Linked DNA regions of Zea mays: region 1 is linked to region 2. The links are chromatin contacts, called in public Hi-C maps. All regions are on one chromosome and are shown on one strand. Each heading gives the region's core, a stretch centred on a gene start, on an enhancer-like site or on the middle of the called end of the contact. The rest is flanking DNA. Distances are from core to core; before and after follow the strand shown.

Region 1 (5,124 bases), core at 62-2,561, 280 kb after region 2:
TCTTAGCTTTGTTACATTTCTAGTATTATATTCTTAGTGCTAGTTGTTGGGGTGAAGTTGGGCTCTTGTTTAGCTCTTGCTTAGGTTTTAATTAGTGTTGATTTTTAGAAAAGCCCAATTCACCCCCCTCTTGGGCATCGTGATCCTTTCAGCTGGAATGGATAAATCGCATGGCCCTTAGAGCATATCCAATAGACTCTTATTTTTTTGCTCTATATTTAACTATCTATTTGTCTTTTAATAAAGATTACATTTTATATGTAGCATCTCAATTCAACATACTATCTATCTAGTTTGGCTAGTCAAGTGGCTCGCTAAATTTTACTAGTGAAATAGCTAATTTGGAGAGTCAGATAGATTGACGAGTCAGATGGCTAGTCTGTGGAAAGTTATTTAATATTAAATAACTAATTTTTTATTTATCGTGTCATTTAGCTAGCCTCTTGAAGATGGTATTAGAAAACATGAGGGTCCTAGGAGGCAAGGAGGGGTCTCTTGGCGAAAACGCGAGCGGGCCACCCGGCGCACGGTAGGAGAGGATCAAACGCAGCACCATCCACATCACAGTGAGGCAGCACACCTAGAGATGGCAATAGATACACGTGACCCGATACCCGATGGGTATTTACTCCATTAGAGTATGTATATGGCTGAATATTTTATCTGTGTGTCTATTATTAGGCAAAAATCTTCACCCAATGGATAAACGGGTATTAGAACGTTCCACCTTCACCCATACCCGTTAACCCGTGGGTATAAAATACCCAATATAAACTTAGCCCAAGCATGAATTTAGACTTTAGTCATCCATCCTTTTTACTATTTAACAATCTTTTAGGCTATAATGTCATAGAAGTCTTAATGACAATTTAATGACCATGTAATAAAACATGTAATGTGCTATGTAGTACTATTCTAGTGTTACTACTTTATCCAATTATTTTTGGTGTGTTGAATGGATGGTTAAATGTTGCTAGAGTTTTTGTAATGATAATTAGATGGATATACTTGACATTTGTATAATGTGAAATTTTGGTAGATGTTTAATTTTTGTGGGTACGGATGACCCGATAGGTGACCCATATTCATATAAGTATGGGTATAGAGGTAAATCCATATCCATCAGTGTATATAGGTGACCCTATATATATATATATATATATATATATATATATATATATATATATATATATATATATATATATATATATATATATATATATATATATATATATATATATATATATATATATATGAGGCAGTAATAATCAGTGTGTATTTACGCATTGCATCTCTAATCACACCACTACACCAGCGTACCGAAAAAAAAAAGGCAAAGGGGAGCCTGTCTGACCGAGGACGAAAGAGGCGCAGGCGCACATCCTCCCCCTCCCTTGCCGTCCTCCCCCTCCCCTTGCTGGCCGTCGCCTGCTGCTGCTGTCGCAGGCGCGCCAGCGCCACCGACCCGCCGATGAGCGTCTAGCTAGGCATCATCTCCGCGACGAGTCGACCCACCACCCACCCACCCACTGGCTTGCCTGCGAACCACCCCTGCGCCGATCCACCTCCGCTGCCTGTCTGCCTGCTTCTACATATAATCGCGCCGGCCTCCGCCTCGTCGCCTGCGACCCCCACCACAGAACCCTCCCCCTCACCTCCGCTATCCTCCTCCCCGGCCGCTCCCCGACAGACTCCGATGGCCATCGTCGAGACTGCCGCTGCCGCTGCGGCTGCCGCTGCCGCTGCCGACCACACCGCGCCACCGCGCGAGGAGGAGGCGCCGGGCGCCGCCGCCGACGCCGGGGAGCGCGAAATGCGGGATCTGGAGGACCTCCTCTCCAAGCTCAACCCCATGGCCGAGGAGTTCGTCCCTCCCTCCCTCGCCTCCCCCATCTCCGGCGCCGGGGCCGGGCACGGGGCCCTCACGCCCGCGCCGCTCTCCCCAGCCGCCTACGGCTTCTACCCGGTCAACGCCGGCTTCGCGGTCGCCTCGCCGGGCCACCGCGGCGTCGTCAGCTTCCCGGCGGTCGCCGACGCCCACGCCGGACGCGGCATGGTAAGAACGTCCCCCTTGATTTGGTCCTGCCCCTCCCCCCTGCTCGCATCGATTCCCATTTCCGATGTCTCCTGCTGACGATTGTCGTGATGCGCTCTTCTCGCTGCTGCCTGCAGAAGAAGGACGGAGCCGGAGGGTTCGGCGGCCACGGCCACGGCCACCCCGGCAGGCGGCGGACCAACAGCCGCACCAGCATGGCGCAGCGGGACGAGGCCATCCGCCGCACCGTCTACGTCTCCGACATCGATCACCAGGTCCCGATCCATTTCCTCCCCCTCACCCCGTGTCGTGTCAAGTCGCGCCGGTGGGGAATTTTCCCTTCTTCCGCTAGCAGGCCTACCCACCGATATCGATGGATCGATCGATCTTTGATGCCAATTTGTTATTTTCTTTCTCGTCGCACTACCCGGGATGATTTACTCGGTTAGATTTTGGGGTTCTGTCCGTGCGCCCTCTCGGGCAAAAAGGGTGAGATCACGAGATCGGATAGTGTTTTGTCATGAGCGATATGGCACGGGGAGCAGGTTGGGAAGTAGCATACGGCCACTACGCAGTAGAGGCATGGGCCTTGCCGCCCCGAGAATGAACCATCTTTTTTGGCTGCTGCTTTGGTAGATACCACTTTCTGCTAGTTTATCTTGCTGCTGCTCGCTTATTTGTTCCGTGTGGAATCTGGAAAGCTGTATGCTCTGTTCTGTTTTGCCTTTTATGTGCTTGGTTATGCTGCAACGAGCTTTTAGTATTGTTCCTCTCGGTTCAACTTTCTTGATTTCACCTTCCTCGTGCTTCTATCTGCGGCAGTGTGGCATCTCTCCTTTTGGTCATGTGTTTTGTGCATAACATCTCATGTCCGATTAGGATCTATAATATCATGTTGCTGGTTTTACCTAAGATGTCTGATCACCTATATAGCAAGGGTGCTCTGTTTTGAGGTTCCTTTTGTGTAGTGTCACCAGGAAAGGACAATAAGTAGCTAGACCATGCTCTGCTGTAGAGATTGCTAATACTAGAAATACTAGGTGCCTCTGCTTTCGTAATTCCTTAATTTTTCTCAGAACTGTATATATTCTTGATTGCAAGGAACAAATTCTATTTTGTGAAATACCTAGGGGACCATGTTTGGTTGATTCCTGTCAAACTCTGAGCTCATCTGTCTTCATTCCTTTCATGATGCTATGGCAGACCTTGACTTTACAAGTATGCCATTCATGTTGAGTTGTTGACACTCCTGCTTGTCTTTGTACACTTTATATCTGTTTGACTACTTGTAGTTGGCATCATTGCCTATAGTGATAAGCTTTGAGTGAACATTTGCTATTTGCGTGTTGGAAAGGAATGCCTATATACTTAGCTGTGTATGAGTATTGCTGTTGCAAGTAGATGCAGTGTCGTGGTCTTTAGTGCATGTACTTTCTAGAACAGCAACACTTCTATCTTGCAGAATGCAATCTGGTCATATGTGTGGTAGTTTCTACAAGTAGATGCAGTGTCTTAGTCTTTGATACATGTATTTTGTAGAACAACACACTTCTATCATGCAGAATGCAGTTTGGTCATATGTATGGTAGTTTCTATAGGAACAAATAAACTTACTTGCCCTTTGGCATTATAGTGCAGCAAATGCAATAGATCATAGTAATTTTATACCTCACTAACATTTATGGGCTGGTTGTTCATACAATGTATTTAATGTGTAATGGGTTTGCATTATCAGAACAGTTGTCAGTTATTATGTACTCCACAATACATATGCAAAAATTTTGCTGAAGCATGGTCACCATTTCAGTATTAAATTAATTCTGAAAAATGTATACAGTGCAGGTTAGTATAAGTGAATGTCTCCTTCATTGTCATAATTAAGCTGTATTTGGTTGTGATTATGCTGAAGAGAATCCTTTGGTACTAACATGGCATGCCTTGTGTTTGACCATCCCTTGTTGCTTCGCGACGTATAGAAACAGTACTGTCTACGGCATGTTCTTATGTTTGCTTGCGCTTTAGCTTGTAGCTGATGCAAATTCTTGTTGTTCTAAAGTCATTGTTAAGGCCTAATAGTATATTGATATTTGTTGCCGTTAGGTCAAAGGGGCGTATCCTGTCTTGGATTGGGAGTTTCGGACCGCTACTTAGATGATCAAGACCGTATCTTGTCTTTAGTCTTCCACCTCCATATTGCTCCTCGTGTAAAGCGTTAACAGGCATATGCCCTGCTCTTCATTAATATATGGAAAATGAAGAGGCTGACCCTACCTTGGATTGGGAGTTTGGGACAGAAGGCCTTTGTCGTCGTTGGAGATGCAAAACACAATCATTTTGCAATGCGCATATTTAAGTTTGGCACACTTCTATGGCTACTAAGATAGCGTTTGTTGATGTAGTTAGTTATACTGCTTTTTTTTGTAAAATACAAAGTAATTGTGAATAGCCAACCTTTCTTAAAACATGTAGTTGTTGCCATACCTTTGTAAGGCTGTGCCCCTTTCTTTTCTGTCATACATGATAGTGTTACCTTTTTGCCAATCGGAGTTGAACGTTGGGGGTAATGTATTAGGGCAATTTTTATTTAACTGTTATTCTATATGGTAGCTTCTGTAGTGCGCTATTTATTCAATATTGTAGTGTCACATAATGTTTGAGTTGCTAACTAACAATCATATGTAGTTCTGGTACTAATTTCTCTTCTGTTGTTCAGGTTACTGAAGAAAACCTCGCAGCACTATTTATAAATTGCGGACAGGTACAAATTTATGGGACAGTTGTAAACCCTCTTACATGTATTTAGTTCCCCATTTGATTTTGATCCAACGGTGCATAATCTTGTATATGCTCTCTGAAGGTTGTGGACTGTCGCATGTGTGGGGACCCAAATTCAGTCCTTAGGTTTGCTTTCATAGAGTTCACTGATGAGGGTAATATATCCATATCCCACCATGTTTCAGTTTGCTTACTCTATGTAATGGATCTACTGTTTATCGGGTGAAAAACATCGATGTCCCAGAGGGTGCAAGAGCTGCTCTGAATCTGTCAGGAACCGTGCTTGGATATTATCCTGTCAAGGTTCTGCCGTC
Region 2 (5,040 bases), core at 868-3,367:
GATGTAATAGGATAGCATTTCTGTTTAAACCTCCTCTTCTTTTGCCGTTCTAAAACTCTCTTGTACTTCCTTTTTGTGGAATGGAAATCGGATGACCTCGCGAGGAAAAATATATCTTAGCAATATACAGTATGTGAACTTCTAAGCATCGAGAATTTTGTTTCAACTCACACTTGGAAAAGTTATACTTGCATGGACTTTGTGTTTTCTATATTGAATATGATGGGCTTTTTTATGACATAGGAAAAAAACATGATGAGAATTTTATTTCAAGGCACATTTATGAATGGTATAGTTGCGTGTAATTTGATTGTGTTTTTCTATATGGGATATGATGGGGGGTTCATGACGTAAAAAAACATGGTGACATTGACAGGAACGATAAAAAGATAAGAAAAAATATATTTGATTATGTTTTGGTATGAGATACAGAAAAGAAAAGGATTGTATTTTTCTATATTGAATCTTTCTTGGGTATGGGTATGGATTCACTTTTAGGTGCCTGACCGAACCTTAGTTGCTCGTTCTAGAGGAGAATGCATGATTTCAGAGCACCCTTTTACTAATCTGATTTGAAACACGCCAATTCCAGGACGAATTGTATCTTTATTGGATTCAAGCGGTATTAGACATATTAATACATTGAATCATAAGAAAATTTTATTGTGAACATCCATTCAACAATATTTTAGAAGTAATAATGTCAACCATATATTCGGGTCATCCATACATCCAACTCAGCCATCCATACACGAACAGTGCTAAAAATCGGAGCAAATTACATTTTTATTGAATCAAATATACTAAGTAGTAGCAGCAAGGTATACTAAATAAAAAGGTACTATGTAATAGTAGGAGCAAGCTATAGTAATTAAAATAAAATATAATCTAATGGGCTAATACTAACATGGAGGTACATTAATCCAGTATGGCATTGTGCGCACGATCTCCATATCTTCATAATCATGAACCTGGACAACCTCCATAGTCTGCTTCTGGACATCATAGATGCATAGATCCCTGTGACCAGATACTAAGTGGGCCAGAAAGTAGAAGGTGTTCCCTCTAAGATTATTGGTGCTTGCATAGCACCAAGTTGCCATGTTGGTGCCTGTCAATAGGAAAGCCCTGTCCCCAACATCATCCACCGGGCGCCAGGCCACAAGTTCCTCGTCCTCGTCGTCGTAGGTTTTCTCCATCTTGAAGATACGAGCTGAGCTAATATTGGTGGGATCGAAATCCACGTAGTAGTAGCAGATAGCCAAAAGCTCGCCCATGGACTCTACCAAGTGGATGCAAGCAGCGCAAATGCCCTCGGGAACGAGGTCGAACTCTGCACAGACATCAAACTCATCGAACACTGCGGTGGGAGGATGGCCAGGATCAGACGGGAAGTCCAAGTCGACGACGCCCATCTTGTGCTGATCTGATTCCGTGAAGCGAAAGTACAGCTTCCCTCCGAGCGCGGCGACGTCATGGATGACGTTCTTGGTGGGCGTAGTGGGGGTGCGGAACTCCTCGGGGAAGAAGTAGTCACCAATGTCGTAGGCGTGCTGCCCCCACCTCCTCCGATCAGCCTCTCCATTGACACGGCAGAACCACATGAGAGGGTCGGTGACGTCGAGGAGAACGACGGCGCAGTCCGGGTGGGCGACGGAGCTGTGGGTGAGGAGGCACTTACAGGTGACGGGGATGTCGTGTATGGGTGGCAGGGTGATGGTCTCCCCGGTGAGCGGATGCCACATAGAGGCCTCCGACTCTTGTCCAAGGATGACCAGCCATCCTTGAGGCGTGGTGAAGCAGAAGTTGCCCTCCATCATCATGGGAGGCCTATTGTCGTGCGTGTAGACGATGCTCCGCTCAGGCAGGCTATACATGAGCATCTTGAAGGCGGTAGGAGCAGAGTCGTCTGCTGGATCAACAGCGGCAGCATCCTCGTACTCGTAGACGAGCAAGGGAACAGAGGCGAGGACCTGCGGCGGTGGCTGGATGCTAGCCCTGCCGCTGTGGCCGTCGTTCATCAACATGATGCACATGATGGTGGTAGGTGGTCACCAGCTAGATCAGATTGGGTCGTCGAATCGAATAATAAGCACTATCAACTCGCCGTCTCGCCCTGCTAATCGATCTCTAATCTTGAGACGCAGAGGTGCTGTGCCTGTGCTACGAGATGAGATGAGATAGCACGGGATGAGATGAGAGGCTATCTGGCTCGCTTATATATAATATAATATAATCATGAGCCTGGGCGATGAGATGAGAGGCTATCTGGCTCCTCCGCTCGAATCGGAGCCAGGTAGCTGGTTCGCCCAAACAACCGCGCGAAACTACCATCCAACAAATTAGGAGCGGTTTGTTTGTAATTAACCACCTAATAAAATAACAACTCTGAAATCAAAGCCTGGGCGTTATCGTCCTGGAGCTGCTGACGGGCATGGACCTGTCTGCCGCAGTGGGTCGCGTCCATCGTGAACGAGGAGTGTTCGAGCTGGAGCTCAAGCTCGCGCTGGACCGAGCGAGGAAGGTGGTGGCGCAGCGCATGCGCCGGCGGCTTCGGCTTTCGTATAGCCAAATATTTGCCGGCCCAGGGCCAGATTGACGTGGATCCGTGGGCCCATTACGGATGTAGACAAAAGGAGCAGGGAAGCCCAAACCTGAGACCGACGTACCGTGAGACGGTGACGGGCCCACGTGTCTGTATGCTACGTCATCCTAGCAAGCGAAACAGGAACGACAACAAGATAGATACTTCTTCCCCCTAACCGCGCAAAGACGAAAATGGCGACGGGGGTTCCTCTTCCCCGACCAGAGCAAGAGTCAGAGTCAGAGCCAGAGCCAGCGCCAGAGCCAGAGTCAGGGCGTGCCATGTTTCTGTGCCACAGAGAGCAAAGACGAAGGCGGCGGCGTTCCTCATCTCCTCCCGGATCAGAGACAGCGCGTGCCATGCCTGCGCCTTAGATCTCATGATTGGCATGCGCACCAGACTTCTCATAGATCTACGGTCTCCTTGGGCGTTCTGGAGCTGAAAGGTGGCACCTTCCGCCGAGATACGGTGGGTGAGTCTCTTCTCTGTCATGACACGAAATCCCCATGTTCAATCCTGTTAGTTGTGTGCCCCAGGTTTGTGTAGACTACTTTAAGTTGGTATGTCAACTCATTTTTTCAGTCTATCAAACCAGGTCTACGTGTATTCAGGTACTTGACAGCAGTCATCCTCCTTTGGAAGCTGAATAACGAAGTAGATCTATTCTTATGAAATATAATTGAGGATGGAGTCTGTTGAGGCGAAGGCGAAGACGCTACCCTTCACGCGAAGCCTTCGTCGTTTCGCTGCACCAACGAAGGCGAGATGGTCGGCGCAGTTGCCCTTTGTCATCTCCATCGCAAGACGAAGGCCAGATTCAGACTCCGACGTAGTCTGTTAGTCCCGCGTCCTCGTCTCGCCCGGAGGCCCACGCGGAATTTGGCCCACTGTAAGTCTGTAACGGGCCCCGCGTGGACAAGCATATTACGGGCCTCATCTGTAATAGCTTTTCTGTAATAACGGTCTGTAACCTCCTTTTATGAGAATATTATAGGGATAGTCCGGGTATCCGAGGGCATAAACATCCTTGTCTTGGGACGTTGGACACTCGGGTACCTATAAATACCCCCGTACAGTGCCCTTGAGAGGCCAGATTAACAGAGCAATTACCATCCCACATTAAACTTTGCTTGCACTCTTTCCACTTCCCCGTTGGATCTACTTGCCCAGGAGAGCAAGTTCCTACATTTGGCGCACATCGTTCGTGCTACGAACAAACTACCCGCGATGGCACCCAAGAGAGCTAGTTCGAAGGCAGCCCCATCCGTCGCCGAAGCAGCGAAGGCAGCGCTGCTAGCCGAGAAAAAAGGCAAGGCCCTCGCAGACAACACCCCCAAGAAGCCTGCGAAGACGAAGTTCTCAACAAGAGACAGCGCCACGAACAACCCACTCTCGAATGCACCCTACGCACCTGTAGCTCCGGAGAACCACAAGCACCACCCCCAGGCTTCGCTCCACCAGAGGGCGAAGACGCAACAGAGGACAGCGAAGTCATCGGCGTCTCAGCTGAAGAACAGCTACAACTATGGGCCCTGCGCATCAAGAACCGCAACCTCCAAAAACAGAAAGACATCCTCGAGGCCAAGCGCCAACGTGTCACCGCGCAAGCCAAGGTGCGCCAGATGATACGAGACGAGGAGCAGAGAGCCCGGGAACTCGAGCAAGAGATTGCGCTCATGCAGAGCGAAGGCCAGCACGATCTGCAGCACGGCCCGCCCTCCAATAGCGCGTGCGAGCCGGAGACTTATTCATACCCCAGCGCGGGCCCTTCATCCCGCACGCCGTAGCTTTCCAAGGCATCAACTACCTTGATAAGCGAAGCCCCCTGGCTCTGCAACTCCAAGTGTCACCGTGGCCCGCCAACTTCAGGGCAGGGACCTACCCAAGTACAACGGCTGCACCGACCCAGCACAATATATCATGAGCTACCAAATCGTCGTCGCATCATCCAGAGGGGACAACGCCACAATGGCCAAGTCTTTCATCATCGCCCTCGAGGGTCCGGCCTTGACCTGGTACACCAGGTTGCCCCCATTGTCCATCGACTCCTGGAAAGGACTCCGGGACAAGTTTCTGCTCAACTTCCAAGGATACCGACCCGACACCGATGCTTTGGCCGAGCTATCACTCTGCAAACAGCAAGAGAAGGAAACCCTACGGGAGTACTACCGCAAGTTCCTGACTCTCAAGTCACAATTGCCTTCGGTCGACGACCACATCGCCATACACTACGCCATCAGTGGCCTTCAGGCTGGCGTCCTATACAGTCACTGCATCAGGGACCCACTAAAAAATCTCCAAGAGCTCTATCAGCCGTTCGAGAAATACGCTAGATCCGAAGAGCTCCATCAGCGCAAGATCGAGTCTCAGAGGAAGCCCAAGGACCCTCCGCATTATTAAAGGAAAGTTTTACATGTATTTATAGTTCCGTCCTAGCCGCCGAGCAGACCGTGGGC

The links. Hi-C and Micro-C count contacts between places; a contact is called where the count stands out from the background.
Region 1: a contact with region 2 is called in a Hi-C map of tassel, with 4 times the contacts expected there. The contact joins the promoter of LOC100501201 here to the promoter of LOC103653128 in region 2. A contact is called at or near these places in 3 of 25 Hi-C or Micro-C datasets (ear, endosperm and tassel).

What each region holds. Positions count from the first base shown.
Region 1 is chr4:40,065,068-40,070,191 of Zm-B73-REFERENCE-NAM-5.0, forward strand. It overlaps LOC100501201 (Polyadenylate-binding protein-interacting protein 10), which reads left to right and starts at 1,312. Exons shown (of 10, transcript NM_001195986.1): 1 at 1,312-2,056; 2 at 2,173-2,310; 3 at 4,749-4,793; 4 at 4,893-4,965; 5 at 5,055-5,124. The coding sequence starts at 1,697.
Region 2 is chr4:39,788,015-39,793,054 of Zm-B73-REFERENCE-NAM-5.0, forward strand. It overlaps LOC103653128, which reads right to left and starts at 2,118. Exons shown (of 1, transcript XM_008680090.2): 1 at 722-2,118. The coding sequence starts at 2,036. The coding sequence ends at 903. LOC118476896 (a long non-coding RNA gene) reads left to right here and starts at 2,741. Exons shown (of 2, transcript XR_004857718.1): 1 at 2,741-3,056; 2 at 3,180-3,712.